Regions from separate parts of the Mus musculus genome. Here region 1 is linked to region 2. A link is a contact called in public HiChIP or PLAC-seq data. All regions are on one chromosome and are shown on one strand. Each heading gives the region's core, a stretch centred on a gene start, on an enhancer-like site or on the middle of the called end of the contact. The rest is flanking DNA. Distances are from core to core; before and after follow the strand shown.

What was found. HiChIP or PLAC-seq counts read pairs in DNA pulled down with a chosen protein or histone mark.
Region 1: an H3K4me3 HiChIP or PLAC-seq map of embryonic stem cells shows a contact between it and region 2, with 16 read pairs. The contact joins the promoter of Krt71 here to the promoter of Krt80 in region 2. A contact is called at or near these places in 4 of 39 promoter capture datasets (cranial neural crest, embryonic stem cells, frontonasal cranial neural crest and 1 more), 1 of 484 Hi-C or Micro-C datasets (the G1E-ER4 cell line), 2 of 115 datasets of contacts at active chromatin or transcription factors (both in embryonic stem cells) and 3 of 9 other capture datasets (adipose tissue, embryonic stem cells and liver).

Annotation. Positions count from the first base shown.
Region 1 is chr15:101,740,835-101,745,587 of GRCm38.p6, forward strand. It overlaps Krt71 (keratin 71), which reads right to left and starts at 2,263. Exons shown (of 9, transcript NM_019956.1): 1 at 1,769-2,263. The coding sequence starts at 2,212.
Region 2 is chr15:101,367,402-101,372,491 of GRCm38.p6, forward strand. It overlaps Krt80 (keratin 80), which reads right to left and starts at 2,761. Exons shown (of 9, transcript NM_028770.3): 1 at 2,354-2,761. The coding sequence starts at 2,653. The region is part of intron 1 of Gm35853 (a long non-coding RNA gene); the gene reads left to right. It overlaps Mir1941 (microRNA 1941), which reads left to right and starts at 1,951; the gene lies at 1,951-2,033.

The DNA.
Region 1 (4,753 bases), core at 1,013-3,512, 370 kb after region 2:
GCTCTGTCTATGACATGTCAGAGCACAGTGAGGTTAGAGCCAAGAGCTTCTGAGAATTTCAGATCCACACACCAGGTCTCTCATCTCTGCCCACTGATGCTGTCTCCTCCACAGCTCTCAGAACCACTCACTCTGGGGCAAGTACAAGACATGGAATTAGACAGACAGACAGACAGAGCCTGACCCTCACCAGACCAGGGAACTTACCAGAGATCAATAGCATATGCCGGTCACAATTTTTAAAATATGACTTCTTTTTTAGCATCTGTGAGCACAGGCATGTTTATGCAAGTCTGTGTTCACAGGATGTACAAATATTGCCTGGAGTTCTACACTGAGGGGCAATCGCACTGAACTGCTGGTCTCTAACAGATCATCCAGCACTTGGCTTGGTTTACCCCATCCACACTTCTCCCTGAGCTGAGCATTAACCACACCCAGGACAACACAGTACCCAGCATGCCACTAGACATGGGTAGGTCACCAATAGGAGTGGACATCTCTTCTCTGTCTGAGGTTGAGAGGTCACAGTGTTCCTGGGACCAAAGCTCCTCAAGAGCTGACCAGGCTCTTGGTCCCCTTCCCCCTACCCAAGAAGTAGGACCCTCGCACCCAAATCCAGACCCAAATCCTCAGAGAACCTTGATTGTCTAGATGTGACTATCCCATAGGACAAGAAGCTGCAGCTCCAGCCTTGGGCCCTGAGACTGAGCAGAGGGTGGGGCCTCCACACAGGAAGACTAGCGCTGGGGCAGAGTCTGCCCTTGTGGCCACAAGACCCAGGACTGTGAGGCTTAATTGTCATAGAGCCACCCTATCCCTCTCATCTCTGCCCCTAGTAGATAGGAGACTGAGGGTGAACTTCCACCATGCCTGTCCTGCAAAGGGCTGTAGGTATGACTCTATGGTGGTTTTTCTGACCTAGAAGCTGAAAGGAGCTGTCTTTCATATGCTACAGCAGACATCCTGACTGAGATAGAGGATTCCTTTGAGGTCTTGTATAGATCTGAGGTCCCTTTGTTTCCTAGAACTCTTTCCCAGAAACAACAGACACCCTTTGAGGAGGACCTGGTCTGAGCCAGCATTTGAGGAGGACTTTGCCTGAGCCAGGCATTGTCCCAAGATCTTCACATGAGATTTCTTTTCTCAACTGACAGAAGCCCCAGAGGAAAGTCAAGATTTCCACACTAGAGGGAAGGACATAGGACCCAGATGAAACAAGTAATTTCCCCCCAAAGCCTGCCAAGTCTGAGTCCAGAGTACCTCTACCCCTATCTTGCAAGAGAGCCCTTCACCACTAAACAAACACCCTCAGTGAAGACATCCTTTAGCCTAAAGGGCCTGGGTGGCCACACACTTGTTCATGATCCACCAGTCAGGTGACCAGGGAACAAGATCATCCTGAGAAGAAGACAGGCTCTTTGGACCCCGAGGCTGATTCTCCCCTGGCTTTTACTGTGTACAGCCAGTTTGACTACAAGGCTTAACAATGGTACCAATGTAAGTCTCCATAGCAAGGCCCATCTCTCTTTCCCAGAGTTCCCCTGTGAGTAGTATCCCTGAAAGCCTCTGCCAGCAGAAACGATCCCTGCAGATGTTCTCTCTCTAACAGCAGAGAATCTTTACAAGGTATTAAGGTTACAGAATGTACCAGCATCATGTACAGTAACTGTAGCAACTTCAATACCTCTTGAGGGATTGAAGATAACCTACTCCCAGCAGATGAGACAAGAGCTGTTCCCAGGTGCCCCTGTCCTAGCAGACTCACCTTGTCAATGAAGGAGGCAAACTTGTTGTTCAGAGCCTTGATCTGCTCCCGCTCCTGTGCGCGCACCTTCTGGATCTCAGGGTCCAGCTCCACATTGAGTGGGGCCAGAAGGCTTTCATTGACTGTGACCTGATGGATACCGCCAGGCGGGCACACAGCAGGGCACACGGGCCCCAGGGCCACACTGCCAAAGATACTTCCGGCAAAGCCACTGGCTCGGTTCCGGCCAAATCCAAAACCTCCGTTCTTCCCGCTGCCACTAGCCATGTTAAGAGTGATGCTCCTGCCACCTCCCAGGCTGTAGAGACTCCGACTGCCAAAGCCCCCGCTGAGCCCTTTGCCTCCTGCCCGGTAGGAGGATGAGCTTCCCCCAGAGAGCACTGCGGAGCAACCACTGAAGCCCCTGTTGCTGGCTCCAGACTTGCAGGTGAATTGGCGGCTCATGTTGGTAGAGGATGGAGTAAAGGTGCAGGAGGAAGGTAGATTCCCACGAAGGTTGTGCTGGCTGCAGTGAGGACCAGCAGGTGCCTTTATATATGCTTGGCATTGGGCTAGCAGATGGGCAGTGGAGAGCTTAATTCGTGGGTTTGGCTTGCCTGGGAGCAAGAAGTCATTTTCTCTGTGCTGAGCCAGAGATCGGCCCTCCCCACCTCTGAAACAACATGAAACTGTTAAATTGCTGGGCTTGCAAACTTTGCTCTGGTAATTTGGGTCTTATCTAATTAACCCGCTGTTATAAGGTAATTTGCCCCAGGCCACAGCCTCCTCAGGGGAATGTCACCAGGACTTCACCATCTCCCAGATTCATCTCTGCGGCTGGCTTTCTTACAGGGGTTCAGAGGCAGAGATGGCGTAGACATTTTGGACAGAGCAGGCCACTATGTACAATGCCCAAGGACTCTACCACAGCTGTATCCCCTGTCCTAGAAAGGGGAAGCCCAATTGAGACTAGCTATATCCAGATAGAGCCCTAACCCAGCCTGTGTCCAGATTTTTCTTGCTTTAGAATCCTACTCAGCTGAAAACACTATCTCACTATGGGGCCTTGTCAGAGACCTTTGAGGGAGGCCATTCTCCAGCAGACTTTCTCACCAGGCCTCCTGCAGATATAAGCCATGGAGAGAAGTGGGTCTCTCCTTTTGGGGTACCAGGATGACAGGACCCTATTTTTATCATGGGACCTGTGTCACAACGACTGTGGGCTAAATGACAGCCATGTGCTTATCACACTTTCCAGAGAGGTAGACAATGCCCAGCACAGCTGTCAACCCCATAGTAAATAAAGCCGGTAAGAGACTGAAGGAAAGGACAAGCCTCTGGCTCTTGGGGAAAATGAAAAGGCAAGAGAGTGGAGTTTGGTGGGGACTCCATGGGCAGAAAGCACAGAGGACCACACGGTCTGGGGAGTTCAAAGGTGCCCCACGAAACCTCCAATTCATCATGCCTGTCTCCTGCCATGTTCATCTGCATGTTCACAGTAAGGGCAGGAATCAATTGTCACCCATGGGCCCTCCCTCCAGCTACTACTGCCCAGGCCTGGGAACTGGGGAGTCCAACCTGGCTGGGGCCATTCCTAGGCATCTAGATTTCACACAGCTAATGCCAGAAAGCCCTCAATGGGAATATAGCTGTACACCACATCAGGTTTTATGTTGTATTCTTCGGTTTTTTGGTATGTGCTCCCTGTCTGTGGTCCCCTCTATCCCAGGTCGGAGGCTCCCATGATGGGCCCCAGTCCCTCCATTAATCATTCTGTCCAGGCCATGGCTGTCTCACTCCTGGAGAATGGCCTCCCTCAAAAGTCACTGACAAGGCCCCATAGTGAGGTGGGGCTCTCATCTGAGTAGGATTTCAAAGGGAGAAAAATCTGGACATGGGCTGGGCTAGGGCTCTGTCTGGATTCAGTGGGCACGAAGCCTACTCTCTCCTTGGCTGTATCCCTTCCTATTCTTTCCTGCTGTCTTGTCTTCATCACTGACATCAAAATGTTATAGCTTGCTCCCTCCACCCTCTTCTCCCCCTCTCTGCATCCATCCTTCACCCACCTCTCCTATCTTTTATTCTCTCACACTGTACCCAGCCCTCCTCACAGATCCTCCTAGACCACTATAGCTGGGTCTGAGCTCCGCCCCCCTCTCTCTGTCCTGGACATGCTCTTGGATACATGGTAACAACTTCCTTGCTGCTCCTCCCGCATCCACACCATGCACCATCTTAGCTTCCTTTGTGAGTATAGCAGAGCTTCTCCAGACCAAAGACGCCTAGCATGGCCCTCTCCTACCACCCCTCCGCACCCCTCCCCTCTCCTACTCCCCCAGCCCTGTTAGCCGCCACTCAGTTCCCACAGAATGTCTGTGTGATGCTGACGGGCTTTTTCTGCGCTCTCAGAGCATAGCCCTGGCACAGAACCCCTGTCAAGGGTTTTGCCAGCAACACAGTCCTCTGACATACATGGCAGCACCCCTGCCCAGGCAGCTGTGCCCTGCATCCTCTGCTCCTACCCACCCACTGTTGCTTACTGCTCCCTGTCTGCCCATGGACACCTCGTCCTCTGGCCTCATCTTAGTGCCCCCTCATGTTTACCTAAGCTATCCTGACCCACCCCTGACTACTTCTGTCACCACCTCTGTCCCACATCCCTCTTCTCTGAATTCTGCCTAAACCCTGGCTTCCGACCTCGCCTGTCTCCTCTGCACTCTGGTCTTCTATTCATGACATCTACATGAGAGAAATGGTGTTTTCTGAGCATGATGAAGGTCCAGGAGCCAGTGATGCCTCCTTCTGTGGGCCCCTTGCAGGTCTGGACCTACTAACCCTAACCCTCCCAGGAGGCAGTCCCTCACTGGAGACACGGTAAAGAGCCGAGATGGATGCTGGACTTTTGATCACCTGGAGTGGCACCAGATGGTAGCCTGGACCCCAGGGAATCAACTTCTTCTCCACCACTCAGTTTGGCCTTTCTGGTCTCAGCTTCTCCCACAGAGA
Region 2 (5,090 bases), core at 1,511-4,010:
CCCACCGGCAGGAGCCCCAGAATCTGAGGCACAGAGAGGGTAAGTGACTTACTTAAGGAAACACAGACTTCAAGGCAAGCACACACCACAGTGGTAGGCTTTTCTGCCGGGCTCTAGAGGAACGACTCCCTTCGCTTCCACAAGCACTCGTTTCTCTGGGAGGCAGAAGGCTTCGAAGGGGGAGAGGAGTGGAGTCCTCCTTCCTCTTCTCTGCTCAGGATCCCAGCCTTGCTCTGGGCCTGGAATCCATTTTCTGTGCTTTCCCTGCCAGTACTTCTCTCTGAAGCCTGGGCTGTGCCTTGCCCTATGGCCCCTCCCCATCCTTTCCCTTCCTCTTCGGGCCTGCGGTGTGTGTGGCTAGGAGCTCCCTGAATGAGGCTTATTTGCTCAGAAAACTTGCACTATCTGCTAGATGTGTTCCAACTACTATTCAAAAGTCGTCCCATTTGATTGAGAAACCCATTACATGGATGTGCACTGAGGCCCAGAGAGGTTCAGCAGGTTGCCTGCAGTTACACAGCAGACTGGTGGTGGGTCCAGGGTTCAAACTCAGAAATAGGGTTCTAATACTTTTTTAGTCCCTTGGGGTCTCCCAAGCCTCTGCTTAGCACAGGGCTGGAACCCATAGTTCCCTGTACCCTACAGTGATGGGCACCCCACCTCAAGGCCAACTTTGAGAGCTAGGAAGCTTGAGTTCTGCTAAGGACCTTCAAGGACCCTAACTGTGAGGGCTCCTTCCCTGGGCCCACACCCACGGTTCCCACCCGGTGCCCATGGCAGTGGCACAGAGTGACATCAGCATTGGCAATCGTTCGAAGGAGAGAAAAGCCACCCATGGGAGCCAAATTACATAGTTCAGCGAAGCACTCCTTTTAAGGGATTAGCCAGGCTTGTCAAGGAGGCACCTCTGCAGGGCCTACCTCTCAGGCCGTGGGTTCCATCTGCAGCTGTGGAAAGGTCTTCTTGCTCCTCCCCCAATGTGGGCATCTTGGATGTAAATGAGGAGACTCTGAACTAGTCAGAAGAGGCAGGGAAAGACACCATTTCTGCCTCAGATCTCTCTCTCTCTCTGTCTCTGTCTATCTGTCTGTCTGTCTGTCTGTCTGTCTGTCTGTCTGTCTGTCTGTCATACACACATACACATCATACACATCATACACACACAGACCTGAGTTTAAATATAAACCGTATCAGTTGTTGGCTCTGTGACTCTGGGCAATGCAATGAGTCTCTCTGGTCCTATTGCCTCATCTGCACAGCTGGGAAAACAACGTTTGTAGTGATGTTAGTTAGCACTGGCCCACCGCCGCCTTGCTACGTTCCTGTGGCATTCAGGCATCCAGGCCACACGTGGCACTCTCTTCTCACTGCCTGTCTGTCTGTACACCCCCACAGCTCAGGACCCCAGAAATGTGCAAGGGTTTGCAGACTCAGAAACCAAGAGGCAGATAAGGACTGGCCAGGGTTCCCTGTTCTGCGCAAAGTCATGAGATGTCTTTCTTTACAGTTAAGGGGATTTGAGGTGAACCTGTGAGGTGCCCTGTGGTGCCTAGCACACCAGTGTGTAGTTCAGTCAGTGCGGCTCTGACACAGGAGGAAGCAGGGCTGGGAGGATTGTTCACAGAGGCTTCTTGGAGTGGTTGAGTGGGCACAGGCTTGGAAGGTAGACAGGACTTCCTGAAGCCCTAGGCTAGCTGCAGGCAGTGAGTCTAGGAAGTGTGGGGGCCATGTTGTTAGGGGCCTGTTCCTTCCACCTAGGTGAGTGCAAAGCAGGCCAACTGTTGGCTGCTGGCTGGATTCTGACACAGTCCTCTACATTCCTTTCTCCTGACAAGCCAAAGTTGCGTCTTTACTCATACAAACTCCATGGCAGCCTCCTTCTGCCCCCGCTCCCACCCCCACCCCTTTGGACCTGCCAGAACAGTGGCTCTACGGATGAATGGGGAAAGCCAGCAGGGTGGGAGGGAGATGCTGGTACAGAGGCTTGGGGTTTTGAGGGCATCTTAGCAGTATCTCCCATCCACCCACCTGGGCAGAAGTCAGCAGGCCACACCTCCATAGGCCATCCCGAGAAGCACCCCTTGACTGTTACAGGGGTACACGGAGCCCTCCCATCCCCAGCCAGGTAGTGCACCCTTATCCAGTACCCCGCAGAGTCACCCTGAAGTTCCTTTCACCCCAGACACCAGGATGTATCAGGTTTCCCTAACCCATCTCTGCAGGTTTAGCCATGCTGCATCCCCATTGGCTGGGATCAGGGGCGGGGCATGACCGATGCTCAGGGAACCACCAGCCAGGTCACCTGGAAAGCCTGGGGCCCTTCTGTTTTGGTGCCCTCTCCCACTTAGCTCACCTTGCCAATCAGGGAGGCAAATTTATCATTGAGAGCCTTCATCTCCTCCTTTTCTTGATTCTTCTGCTGTTGAACAGCTGGATCCACCTTGAGGTCCAGAGGCACCAGCAGGCTGGGGTTCACAGTCACCTTGGGGATGGTGCCAGCTGGCCTGCAGCTTGTGAGGCTTCGAGAGCTGAAGCCAGGCCCAGGGAGCCCACAGCTGCCCCATCCTGAGGTCCCAGGCTGGGGACTGCCCGCAGGGGTCATCTCACAGCCGCTGAGGCTGCTGAAGCCAACGACGCAGGAGCGGTAGGCCATGGTGGCCCCCCTGGGCCTGGGAGCCGGAGGGCTCACCAGTGAGCTAGGGAGATTTGGAGTTGGTGGCTGGCAGCCGCCTCCTGTCACATCCAGGGCCGGCTGGGGACTGAGGCGAAAACACCTGTTGCATAGTGTTCATTAGCTACAGGAGGGCGGGACTCCTCCAAGCCAGACCAACCTGTTAGTTAGATGATGTGGCTCCCGCCCTCCCCGTACCACAGCTTTCTGTCTGCCCTACAGGGGCTCTGCCTTGTTGAAGGGGCTTGTCACAGTCCCCTGCAAGAGGGGCCTGACTGAGGAGGGGGCCTGCGGCCGGGCTGGCTGGGTGGGGCAGGGTGGGGCCGGGTGGTCAGTGCCAAGAAGGCGAAGTTCTGAAGGAAGGAGCAGGGAGAAAGGCGGGCAGCCAGCCACAGATCACGCTGCATACCGAAAGGCTGACGTATCTGGGCTCGCATACTTCTGGAAAAGATGAAGCAAGTGTAGCCCTGAGCTCCAAGGGTGATGACTGCCCTGGGCGCCATGCCAGGCTGTTGTTGGAAAACAGCCCCCTTATTATTTATCTTATCCATCTGTCAGTGTCCCCTGCTAATTTCCCATTCCCTCTTGCCCTCTCTCCCTTACTGAGGACCAGCCGAGTGCACCCCACTGACTCAAGGCCTGCAGGAAGCACATGACCGAGGCCTAGAGCTCTTGGTTTTTGAAACGTGACGTGACATTGGGTTGCGTGCGGAGTCAGCTTGGTTGTTCCCACTGGTAGAAAACCTCAATTATGTGGCTGTATTTTACCCTCATCTGAAAAATGGGCTTAAGATTTCAGTCACAAGCAGAGTAGAGGACCCACTCCAAACAGCTGGCCTGGGTTCAGAGTCCTCTCCCCCCCCCCCCCCCCCCCCCCCGCTCCAGGGGCCAAGAGGGTCTCTGATTGGCTGTAGTTCTGCCTCCAGGTGTCCAGCTCCTTGCCCTGCCTTCTCCTTCACTCTTCTTCCCGTTCCTCCTCCATGGCTACCCGTACAGCTTCTACCTTCTTCATGGAAAATCTGGTACGGAAACAGGCATCAAGGTGCCCAAGGAATTTCTGGAAACTACAAAGGTTCTCAGCCCAGTGCTCAGCCAGGGCCTGCTCTTCCTTATCCAGAGATGGCCTCTTCTTACCCACCCTGCTAGGTCCAGCATAATCTCCCTGAGCTCAGAGAAGGGTGTGTCTGTAAAAACCAAGGGGACTCGGCCTTTGAGGGGACCGAGGCAGTCACACATTTTAACCAGGCATGATGGTTGAGCCACATGACCTACACCTGCCTGGGGTCCAGGCCTGGTTCCCATGAATGGGCACTTCTGGTTCACTTGGATACAGAATTCTGCATCAGGAGTCTGTCTGGATCCTGGATTCCAGGATCTACCGTGGGTAATTGGGTTCCCAGGACAATGTATGCCCTACTTCTGTGGCATGCTATATGTACCCCACTCAGCAGCCTGGTGTGTCTGGTATGGCCGCCCCAACCTCCCACCGTCTTCTTCTGGTATCTGAATGGCATGCTGTCAGATCTAGTGGCATACCCTTCCTGGTCAGCCCAGAGTGCTCTGAGGGGGCAGCCAGTGGCATCTGCGCTTGGTACGGCCTGAGTGTTCTCTCTGTCCTTACCATTGCCTCCATTTAAGGCATATGCCAAATGAATTCACTGTCCTCAGTACAGAGGGTGGGGTGGCGTGCCTGGTCTCAGGGCACTGGTTGTTTATGGTGACTTTGGAAGCCACCGGAAGGGCGGGGGACCAAGAACGAAGCTGGTTTTGTCTCCTTATTGTTTGCTTTGGTCAGGTCGGTTCCTCTTAACGCTCAGTTCAGCCTGTCACGTCCCACTGAATTTGACAGGTTCTTGGTAAGTCACAGTCAGTGGTCACTCCCAGCCGACATGGAGGCCTTTGTCTCTGGGGGCTTTCCTTAGGGATGCTCTTGACTCCCTAGAAGAATGGCTACTGGGTGGGACATGGGAGCTATCTGTTGCCACCCCCCCCCCCCCGGCTCCGAGCTCTCTTTGGGTGCTGAGGTGACTTTGACTGCCACGGCTGTGATTGCCAAACAGGAACAGCAGAAAAAAAAAAGCCCCAAATAAACAAACTCTACAGCTCTGCCCCACCTACTTCTTGGTCCTTCCTGAGGAAGTCCTCCCATGACCCCTAACCTCCTCTGGCTCTACTTCCCTCTCCTTGGCATCCCTGAGACCCATTTGAACAGGTTGTCTCTGACCAGAGGCTTTCCCTCTCAGACTGGAAGGGCATCTACTTTTGCTGAGCTCAGATAGGATCCTCTCCAGGTCTTGTTAGGACCCAGGGCCCCAGGGACTGAGTGCCTATCAAATCAAAGTCTGTGGTAGTAAGGGTAGCAAGAGATAAGGAATGTTGAGTTTCACTGGAGACTTCCCAGGTGCTTCCTGGATATGCT